Regions from separate parts of the Mus musculus genome. Here all the other regions are linked to region 1. Evidence: chromatin contacts called from public HiChIP or PLAC-seq data. All regions are on one chromosome and are shown on one strand. Each heading gives the region's core, a stretch centred on a gene start, on an enhancer-like site or on the middle of the called end of the contact. The rest is flanking DNA. Distances are from core to core; before and after follow the strand shown.

Region 1 (2,856 bases), core at 292-2,791:
GTGGTTATTGCCCAGGCGCTTGCAGGACTAGAACATGGAGCTTCCCCTGATATATCTATGCTTAGGCAATAGGTCGCTGGCCACTCAGCTCTTATATCCCATGAGGCTAGTCTCATTGCACGGGATAGAGTGAGTGTGCTTCAGCAGCCCGAGAGAGTTGCACGGCTAAGCACTGCAGTAGAAGGGCTCTGCGGCATATATGAGCCTATTCTAGGGAGACATGTCATCTTTCAAGAAGGTTGAGTGTCCAAGTGTCCTTCTCTCCAGGCAAAACGACACGGGAGCAGGTCAGGGTTGCTCTGGGTAAAAGCCTGTGAGCCTAAGAGCTAATCCTGTACATGGCTCCTTTACCTACACACTGGGGATTTGACCTCTATCTCCACTCTCATTAATATGGGTGGCCTATTGCTCTTATTAAAAGGAAAGGGGGAGATGTTGGGAGCCGCCCCCACATTCGCCGTCACAAGATGGCGCTGACATCCTGTGTTCTAAGTGGTAAACAAATAATCTGCGCATGTGCCAAGGGTATTTTACCACTACTTGTACTCTGCCTTTCCCGTGACGTCAGCTCGGCCATGGGCTGCAGCCAATCAGGGAGTGATGCGTCCTAGGCGAAGGATAACTCCTCCTTAAAGGGGACGGGGTTTCCGCCATTCTCTCTCGCTGGCATCTCTCTGGCTCTGCGCGCCCTGCGCTCTCTCGCTGCCTAAAGATGTAAACAATAGAGCGCGCTCTGCGCTTTGGCGCGCCGGAGCTCTGGCTCCTAAAGATGTAAGAAGGGGGCTTTCGTTTTTGGGGCTTGGGGTTTTGCGCTCCTGCTCCTGAAGATGTAAGCAATAAAGTTTTGCCGCAGAAGATTCTGGTTTGTTGTGTTCTTTCCTGGCCGGTCGTGAGAACGCGAATAAGAAGCCAGAAGCTGGAGATAACCCAGATATCCTTCAACAGAGTAATGGATACAGAAAATGAGATACAATTATACAATTAAGCACTGCTCAACTTTAAAAACAATGACATTATGAAACACTTAGGCAAATGGATGGAACTAGAAATAATCATCTTGAGTGGGGTAACTTAAATTGTTTTCTAAGGATCACACATATACCTTGGTCTATATGTCTTCTGTTCTCAACACTAAATACAGGATAACAATTAAAATACCACAACATAGATGTTGCATTTCTGATGCGTTGTCCATGGGTTACATATAGGTATGTTGATTTAAGAGTGTGATTTGAGCTGCAATGAATTTATATTTTTTTTCTGAAAATTTCTGGCTCTGAGATTTAAAGTCTGAGGACAAAGGTAGACTGTGTGTTACAAGAATTAAAGGTTTCTATGAATTCCATAAATTTATTCTAACATTGTAGTATAAATATTGATGTTAAGCACCATGCCAACGAGGCCTTAAAAATAGCTCCTTGGGTACTTTCTCTAGCTCCTGTGGTCCTGGGACTGGGGCCTGGTCAAAAGGATGTGAATCTCCTACTATCCTCTGGTATGTATGAGATTTCAGGGCTTCCAACTGACTCAACCTTACCAAGTTTCCTGGCACAGTCCACTACCCCACAACTTCCCCTTTCTTTTTTATAAAGGAGGATTGTCATCAGATTAACTGTCTCCTATGATTGGCAGTTTCAAATTGAACCAAGACCTTGACAGAAGTGATTTTTGCAGTGCTACTCATCTGCTGATTTAGAAAATTGGATGAGGCAGGATTTCAAAAGAAGCAAGGCTCTGATGTCTAGTTTGGGGCAAAGGAGGGAAAGAAAAAAGGGTACCAAGGGGTTATAGTAACAAGAAGTAAGAGCCTTGGAAGCACAGGCTACCCAGAGGTTCTCCCAGAGCTCTTTGAGCATGTGTACATCTTGTTCTACCAGCCCAGATTTACTGACATAGAAGCAACATCCTTTCAGCAAAATGCAATTGCCTCCTTGTTCAGCAGTCAGTAAATTCGGGTCCCAACTGTTTTGGAGAATAACAAAGGATGTTATCTTATTCTGAAGGGCCTCAAGGCTGTCTGCAGTGGAGGCCATTGCGTGCTCAAGCTTGTCCTGGAAGTTGCTGGCTAGATGTTATTTATGGACAAGGGCTACTCTAGCAGTTCCTGTCACACCCAGCAAGGAAATGAGGCCCAGTTCAATGAGCAGATGGATGAAGATCTCTATCTTCTTAAGGCTTCCACCTATCTGGTTCAAGATTTTTCTGGTTCAAGGTTTATAGATATCTCTATAAATACTTGGAGAAGAAATATATACTTGAAGAAGAATTATCACAGAGATTGAGTATCCTTTCAAAAGCACTACAGGATCCTTTACATCAGAGGAGGGCAGTTAACACATACTGACTTCGTGATGGTCATGCCATGGGCATATATAAGATGGGATTTCAAGGACCATGCTACAAGGCAAAAAAGTGAGAGGGTAAGTAAAAAAGAATGAAACTAATCCAAGGTGGGGTCCATAAAATTGTGAACAGATAATGGCAGTATTCAAATCCAGGACATTGTGGTAAACTTTGTCTAAATTTATATGTAAGGAGCAGTGGTATGGTGTTAGTATGAGGACATCATTTATTCACCTTCTTCAGTATTCTGTATATTAACAAGGTCATTCATTAAGTTACTTTCTTCGTATTTCTTTTTTTTAATATTTTTTATTAGGTATTTTCCTCATTTACATTTCCAATGCTATCCCAAAAGTCCCCTATACCATCCCCCCCACTCCCCTACCCACCCACTCCCATATTTTGGCCCTGTCGTTCCGCTGTACTGGGGCATATAAAGTTTGCATGTCCAATGGGCCTCTCTTTCCAGTGATGGCCGACTAGGCCATCTTTTGATACATCTGCAGCTAGAAC
Region 2 (3,161 bases), core at 258-2,757, 260 kb before region 1:
TTTGTATGCACACACAACATGCACACACAACATGGTTGTAGGCCAGAGGTTTAAGTTGAGGGTCATTTTCCTTTTTATTTTTAATTTTTCAACATTTTTATTTAGTGTGTTGGAACAAGCAAGCTTCTGCCACATGCACATACGATTAGATGTCAACTCGTGGCAGCTGATTCTCTTCTTCCATTACATGGAACCTAGAGATTAAACTCAGAGGCCTAAGGCCTGGTGACAGGTGCCTTCTCAGGTAGTTTGGCTGGCCAGTACACCCCAGAGACTCTCGTCTCTGCCTCCCTGATGCTGAGAATACAGGTACTGTGCGTGTCCAGCTTTTTGTGAGGCTTTGGAGACTCAGCTCTGGTTCTCATGCTTGCAAAGCAAGCACTTTGGGTTTTTTGTTTGTTTGTTTGTTTGTTTGTTTGTTTTTTGAGACAGGGTTTCTCTGTGCAGCCCTGGCTGTCCTGGAACTCACTCTGTAGACCAGGCTGGCCTGGAACTCAGAAATCCGGCTGCCTCTGCCTCCCGAGTGCTGGGATTAAAGGCGTGTGCCACCACGCCCGGCTCAAAGCAAGCACTTTCTGACTAAATTATCTTCCCATCCCCTCGCTGATTTGTTACATGTCTTACAGCCTGTTTAGTTACTTCATACCTAGTCTTACATAGAGAGTCTACTTACTAGCCATTATTTATAGCAACAAGAAACCTTAAAACACTTAACAATTGTTACACAGTAAGTCTTCACAGTGGTTCTCAACCTAGGGCCACCCCCTTGGCAGCCCTCTGTTTCCTCAAATATTTACATTATGGTTTATAACAGAAGCAAAATTAGTTATGAAGTAGCAACACAATCTTATGGTTGGAGGTCATCACAACATGAACCAGTGCCAGTCACCCAGGCCAACACCCAGCCGCACCAGCCCAGCCCAAACCGTTGCCACTGGTCAAGTCCAGCCCAGAGCACGGACACTTGAGTCACTGGTGGTCAGCCGGGTGACCTTGGCTCCTGCGTGGGCCAGTGTTCCCGGGGCTTTGCAGCAGCACCGCCAGCCCTGCTCTGTGAACGCGGGCTCGTGCGCGCTCACTGCCCCGCCAGCCCACAGTGCCGGTCCGTGGGCTGTGTTCTCTTAGGGTGCGCTCGGGCCAGTCCTGCCTCCCCTAGTTTTCGCTTTCGCTTTTGCTTTTAATAGTTTCTCCGAAGAGAAACAAAGCGGCGGCCACGATGGTCGACTGCCACAACGGGTGATGGTGTCGGAGGTGAGGGGAGAGGAGAACGGCCGCCTGGACCCCGGGCCCACAAGAGAGGTAAGCGCAGCCCCGGCCGCTCGCGGGCTCCTCCTTGCGGTGCTGGTGCCAAGCTCTGGATCCACGCGGGTTACAGGGACGCCTGGCGTGGGGCCAGGAGAGCCTTAAGCGTGGCAGGGCTGGGGTCCGAGTGGCTCAGAACCACAAGACCAGGCAGGAGGATCTGGGAAGCCTGGAACTAGCGCGCTGAGGATATTGCAGTCCTGGGTCCAGTGATGGGTTGGCCACCTGAGTGAGCTTCTTTTTTAGCGTGTGCACACATCTTCCTCTGTCCCTCTCCTCCTCTCCTTTCTTCTGTCTGTCCCTCTCCCACACTCTCATCCCCCATTTCCTCTTCTCTCCCCATTTCTGTAAAAATCCTTCTGATCCCATGTTGCCTTTTGCAGCCCCCCTCCATATGCACTCTTTCATGGGAGTATGCATCTAATCTCTCTGAGATCTCAGCTCTCTCTTGTTCAGTTAGACTCATAGGGCCTTGACATTCAAGGGTGAAATGTGCATACTGGGTTGGTCTGAGGCCAGAGTGGTTATCTGTATTCACAGTAAATAAGTGTATCAAATTTTACTCTTCATACAAGTTGTTTCAGTTTTTATTGACCTTATAAGAGGCACCAGTTGGCTGTTAATGCTAATATTCCTGCTGGAAAATAGCAGTGAATCAAGTATTTGTCTAGTAGTGTAAAGTACAGAGATACCTGTTCCACTTGAAGACATCACCCACCATCAACCCCTAACTCTCCCTACAATACTGGCTGATCTTTACACAGTACAGTACTCTGAACTTTTCATGTTTTTGAGCTATGACATAGTAATACACTTTACAGTGCACCATTTTAGCCAGAGTGTCAATAATATCCACTGAGTACACGATAATCACACATTATCTGTGAGTAGAGATTTAATCATATCAACAGTATTAGGATAATGTAAACAAGGAGCACAGTGTAGAGCATGAGAGTAGTCAGAGATGTCACCCTTTCTTAATCTGTTCATTCCATGCTATAAGGATTCCATACTGGCCAAGAAAACGTCTTAACTAGCTCCAGTTCAACTTTTTTTTTTATGTATTCTGGTAGACATATTTACATATCCTAAACAAGTCTTGTAGATCCATTGAGCATAGGGTCACAGAATGGGGAAGCAAATCTTTGACTGATTGGATTCTCAGGGTGGTGTAGAGAGTTACTACTATAGTTACCACTCCTTTATTCCTATCATATTAATTTTGGATAATATGATTATTATGTGTAGCATTCTGGTTCAGAGCATAGGCAATCTGTCACAAGCTTTGGTACAGCTAAGTTACTGTCATTTAGGCAGCACCATAGCCATGTTTTTAAATAATGAACCACCTGTGTCTCTACACTAGCATATGTTTCTGAACTCTTAAGTTCATAAAACAGCCCATAATTTTAGAAGAAATATTTTTACATTCATTTCCATTCATATGGGATCTGTATTTTGATATCATTCAAAGGATAGAAGTAGTTTCTTTTCTCCCTTTCTTTCTTTCTTTCTCTTTCTTTCTTTCTTTCTTTCTTTCTTTCTTTCTTTCTTTCTTTCTTTCTTTCTTTCTTTCTTCCTTTCTTTCTTCCTTCCTTCCTTCCTTCCTTCCTTCCTTCCTTCCTTCCTTCCTTCCTTCCTTCCTTTCTCTTTCTTTCTTTCTTTCTTTCTTTCTTTCTTTCTTTCTTTCTTTCTTTCTTTCTTTCTTTCTTTCTTTCTTTCTTTCTTTCTTTTCTGAGACAGGGTTTCTCTGTGTAGCCTTGGCTGTCCTGGAACTCACTTTGTAGACCAGGCTGGCCTTGAACTCAGAAATCTGCTTGCCTCTACCTCCCAAGTGCTGGGATTAAAGGCATGTGCCA
Region 3 (3,099 bases), core at 186-2,685, 420 kb after region 1:
ATCAATTATTTTAGGCCTGCAATATAGGCTTACATTTTTCTTCTTTATTGGTTATTTTATTTATTTACATTTCAAATGCTATTCCCCTTTGAAATTTCCCCTCTGTAAACCATCTCTATTCCATCCCCCCTTTCCCCTGCTTCTATAAGGGAACTCCTTCACCCATCCAGCAACACACCCACTCCTACCTCACTGTCCTAGTCTTCCCCTACTTTGGAGCATTGAGTCTCCACAGAACCAAGGGCCTCTCCTCCCATTGATGCCAAAAAAATCAATCTTCTGCTGTATATGCACCTGCAGCCATGAATCCCTCCATGTGTAATCTTTGGTTGGTAGTTTAGTCTCTGGGAGCTCTGGGGAGTATGGTTGATTGATAATGTTCTTCTTCCTATGCAGTTGCAAGTGTTTCTGCTTCATTAGTCCTTCCTCTGTCTCCACCATTGTGGTCCCCATTCTCAGTCCAGTGGTTGGCTGTGAGCATCAACATCTCACAGAGCCTTCCAGGATTCTGGCAGCAAGCACATCTTGTCATCAGCAATAGAGTCTGAGTTTGGTGTCTACAGATAGGATGGATCAATGGGGGGTGTGGGTTGGGCAGTCTCTGGATGGAATTTGCTTCAGGCTCTGCTCTATGCTTTCACCTGCATTTCCATTTTCTTTAGGCATGAAAATTTCTGTTTGATGTATTGGATTAAATTCATAATTATAGGAACTGATAAGATGTAGCAAAATGAAGGAGTAGACTAATTAAAATTACCATATTTGGCTGTTTAAGTGTGATTTTTCATAAGTAAACACTTGCTTAATAACTTAAATATTACTACAGGTCAAGAAAAGCATTTGATGCCCACAATAGAAAAGCACATTTGTGAATAAGTAAAATATATTTTCTCCAAATAATTTTTGAAGATTAACTGATAGTATTAAATTTAATAGCAATTATAATAATAACCAAGAGCAAATAACTAATATGTGAAGATGTGTGGATGATAGTTTGCTTCAACTATGCACTTGGAAGATTCTCTTAGACTGCTTCAAAACAACTACTCAAATTGAAGTTTCACATAACTGAATCTGGCCACTTGTTTGATGATCTGTAGCTTCTACAGGCAGAAATATTGTCCTGTGCAGCTATGAAGTAATGTTTGGATATCATTTAGATATCAGATGCCACATTGGCATCCCTGTTAGCTCTTGCTGCCACACATTATATTGATCTGTGAAAATGATCACTGTGAGGTTGATCAGAAAAATGGGATCTGAGTTCTGGCACCTGGAACCCATGTCAACAGGTCATGTACTGGGTTTGAGAAATGGCACAGTAGTTAAGAGTAAACACTGTTCTTCCAGAAGATCTGGATTTAGTTCTAAACAACCACATCAGATGGTGTACAACCAAATGCCTGTGACTCCAAATTTGAAGGATACACTGCCATCTTCTGGTATCCAAGAGTACCTGCACAAATGTTTCATTCAATTACCCAGAAAACTACACAAATACACAAAAATGAAAAGTAAAACAAACAAAAACATATTTAAAAAACTTCTGAGTTCCCCAATAATAACATAAAAGCCAAATGCCCCAGAATCTGTCTGCTGTCTTAGACTCAGAAACAGAGGAGCATTATGGTTCCTGAAGCTTTCTCCTCAGGAGAAACTGATCAAATTCAAAAATTGATCTCTAGTCAAATTGATGAGCTACAAGCTTAGTGAGAAAATATTACTTAAAATATATAGGGGAGAGCAATAAAAGTGATATCTCACATCTACCACTTGTTACCACATATACATACAAAACTTGCATACCCAAAAAATTAAAATAAAAAATGGACTGTCTCATTCTATAATACATGTCTACTCGCTCCCTTAAAATTTGTCATAATGTCTTTAAATTTAATCCAGTTTCTGCCTGTCTCTAGTTCCATAATAATGGCCATATATTTTATAGTGTAATAATTTTAGAATTCCATTTTTATGACTTGCTTTATTACAGATATTTGTTGCCGTGGAGAAAAAAAAGCTTCCAATTCTAGTGAACTAACATAGTTCCCTTTTACTCTCCACGGTTTTTTAGGTTTACTGGTTTCCAGTCACTAATTGTTGCACTGCATTTCTCATGTAGTTACAATATGCTATAAACTTAGGTATGGATTCTATAAAGTCTTTCTGTGCTGTGCATGTAAGATTTCCCATTTATATTGCTCTCCACTGGTTCTCGCTGTTGCCTAGGAGCTCAATTTCATTTTCTATTGCATTGAGTCTGTTTTCTTAGAGGAAACATTCCACACATTCACAAGGACAAGGTAGAAGCCAGAATTCTTATGACCTTGTAGATGATTCCTAAGAATGTTACTTCTGCTATGTTGGGTAAGCAACTCATTAAGCTAGTTGGTAGACAAATGGTAAGAACATGGGCATCTCAGAATAGAAAAATATGAATAATTTTAAAAACTTAAGATAAATGAAAATACAGGAAAAACATCAGTGCCCAGAAGTCCATGAGGGTGACTTGAGCTGAAACTCCTAGAGGTGGGGGATATGGGGCCTGAAGTGGCCACATCCTATAGGCAGGCAGGAGGATTGCCAGTGAAAGGATAAGGACACCAACCCAGCCAAATTTGACACAAAATTTGTTCAGCTTACAAGAAAAGCAGGGACAAATTTGGAATAGAGACTGAGGGAATAGCCAACCAGTGACTGGCACAACTTGAGAGTCATCACATGCACAAGAACTAATTCCTGAAACTATTAATGATACTTTTTATGATTGCAGACAGGAACCTATCAAAACTCTTCTCTGAGAGACTACACCCACCAGCTAATTGAAACAGATGCAGAGACCCACAGGCAATCATTGTATAGACATTGGGTATTTTTGTGGAAGAGTTGAGGTAAATATTGAGGAGAGCCACAAGAAGACCAAACAATTCAACTAATTTCGACCCCTTGGCATCTTCCATAGTTTGAACCACCAAAAAGCAAGCATGGCCTCTATCTCAGCTTCTGCATATATGTAGCAGAAATGCAGCTTGGTCATCATTTGGGTACCTCTACAACTGGAGCAGGGGCTCTACCTTACCCTGTCATGTTCAGGCTAAT

Evidence for each region. HiChIP or PLAC-seq counts read pairs in DNA pulled down with a chosen protein or histone mark.
Region 2: a contact with region 1 is called in an H3K27ac HiChIP or PLAC-seq map of large pre-B cells, with 3 times the contacts expected there. The contact joins two enhancer-like sites. A contact is called at or near these places in 1 of 15 datasets of contacts at CTCF or cohesin (pro-B cells) and 2 of 115 datasets of contacts at active chromatin or transcription factors (acute myeloid leukemia and large pre-B cells).
Region 3: a contact with region 1 is called in a RAD21 HiChIP or PLAC-seq map of pro-B cells, with 4 times the contacts expected there. The contact joins two enhancer-like sites. A contact is called at or near these places in 2 of 15 datasets of contacts at CTCF or cohesin (large pre-B cells and pro-B cells).

What each region holds. Positions count from the first base shown.
Region 1 is chr12:114,639,755-114,642,610 of GRCm38.p6, forward strand. It overlaps Igh. Among named protein-coding and RNA genes, the nearest start is that of Gm40899, 120 kb to the right of the region's middle. Within about 2 kb of position 1,542, at least 16 of the 459 cell types and tissues checked have an H3K27ac peak or open chromatin away from gene starts, as enhancers often do. A contact at or near this core is called in pro-B cells, where this site is marked.
Region 2 is chr12:114,377,829-114,380,989 of GRCm38.p6, forward strand. It overlaps Igh. Among named protein-coding and RNA genes, the nearest start is that of Mir7094-1, 90 kb to the right of the region's middle. Within about 2 kb of position 1,508, at least 99 of the 459 cell types and tissues checked have an H3K27ac peak or open chromatin away from gene starts, as enhancers often do. A contact at or near this core is called in pro-B cells, where this site is marked.
Region 3 is chr12:115,058,731-115,061,829 of GRCm38.p6, forward strand. It overlaps Igh. Among named protein-coding and RNA genes, the nearest start is that of Gm30948, 200 kb to the right of the region's middle. Within about 2 kb of position 1,436, at least 1 of the 459 cell types and tissues checked has an H3K27ac peak or open chromatin away from gene starts, as enhancers often do. A contact at or near this core is called in pro-B cells, where this site is marked.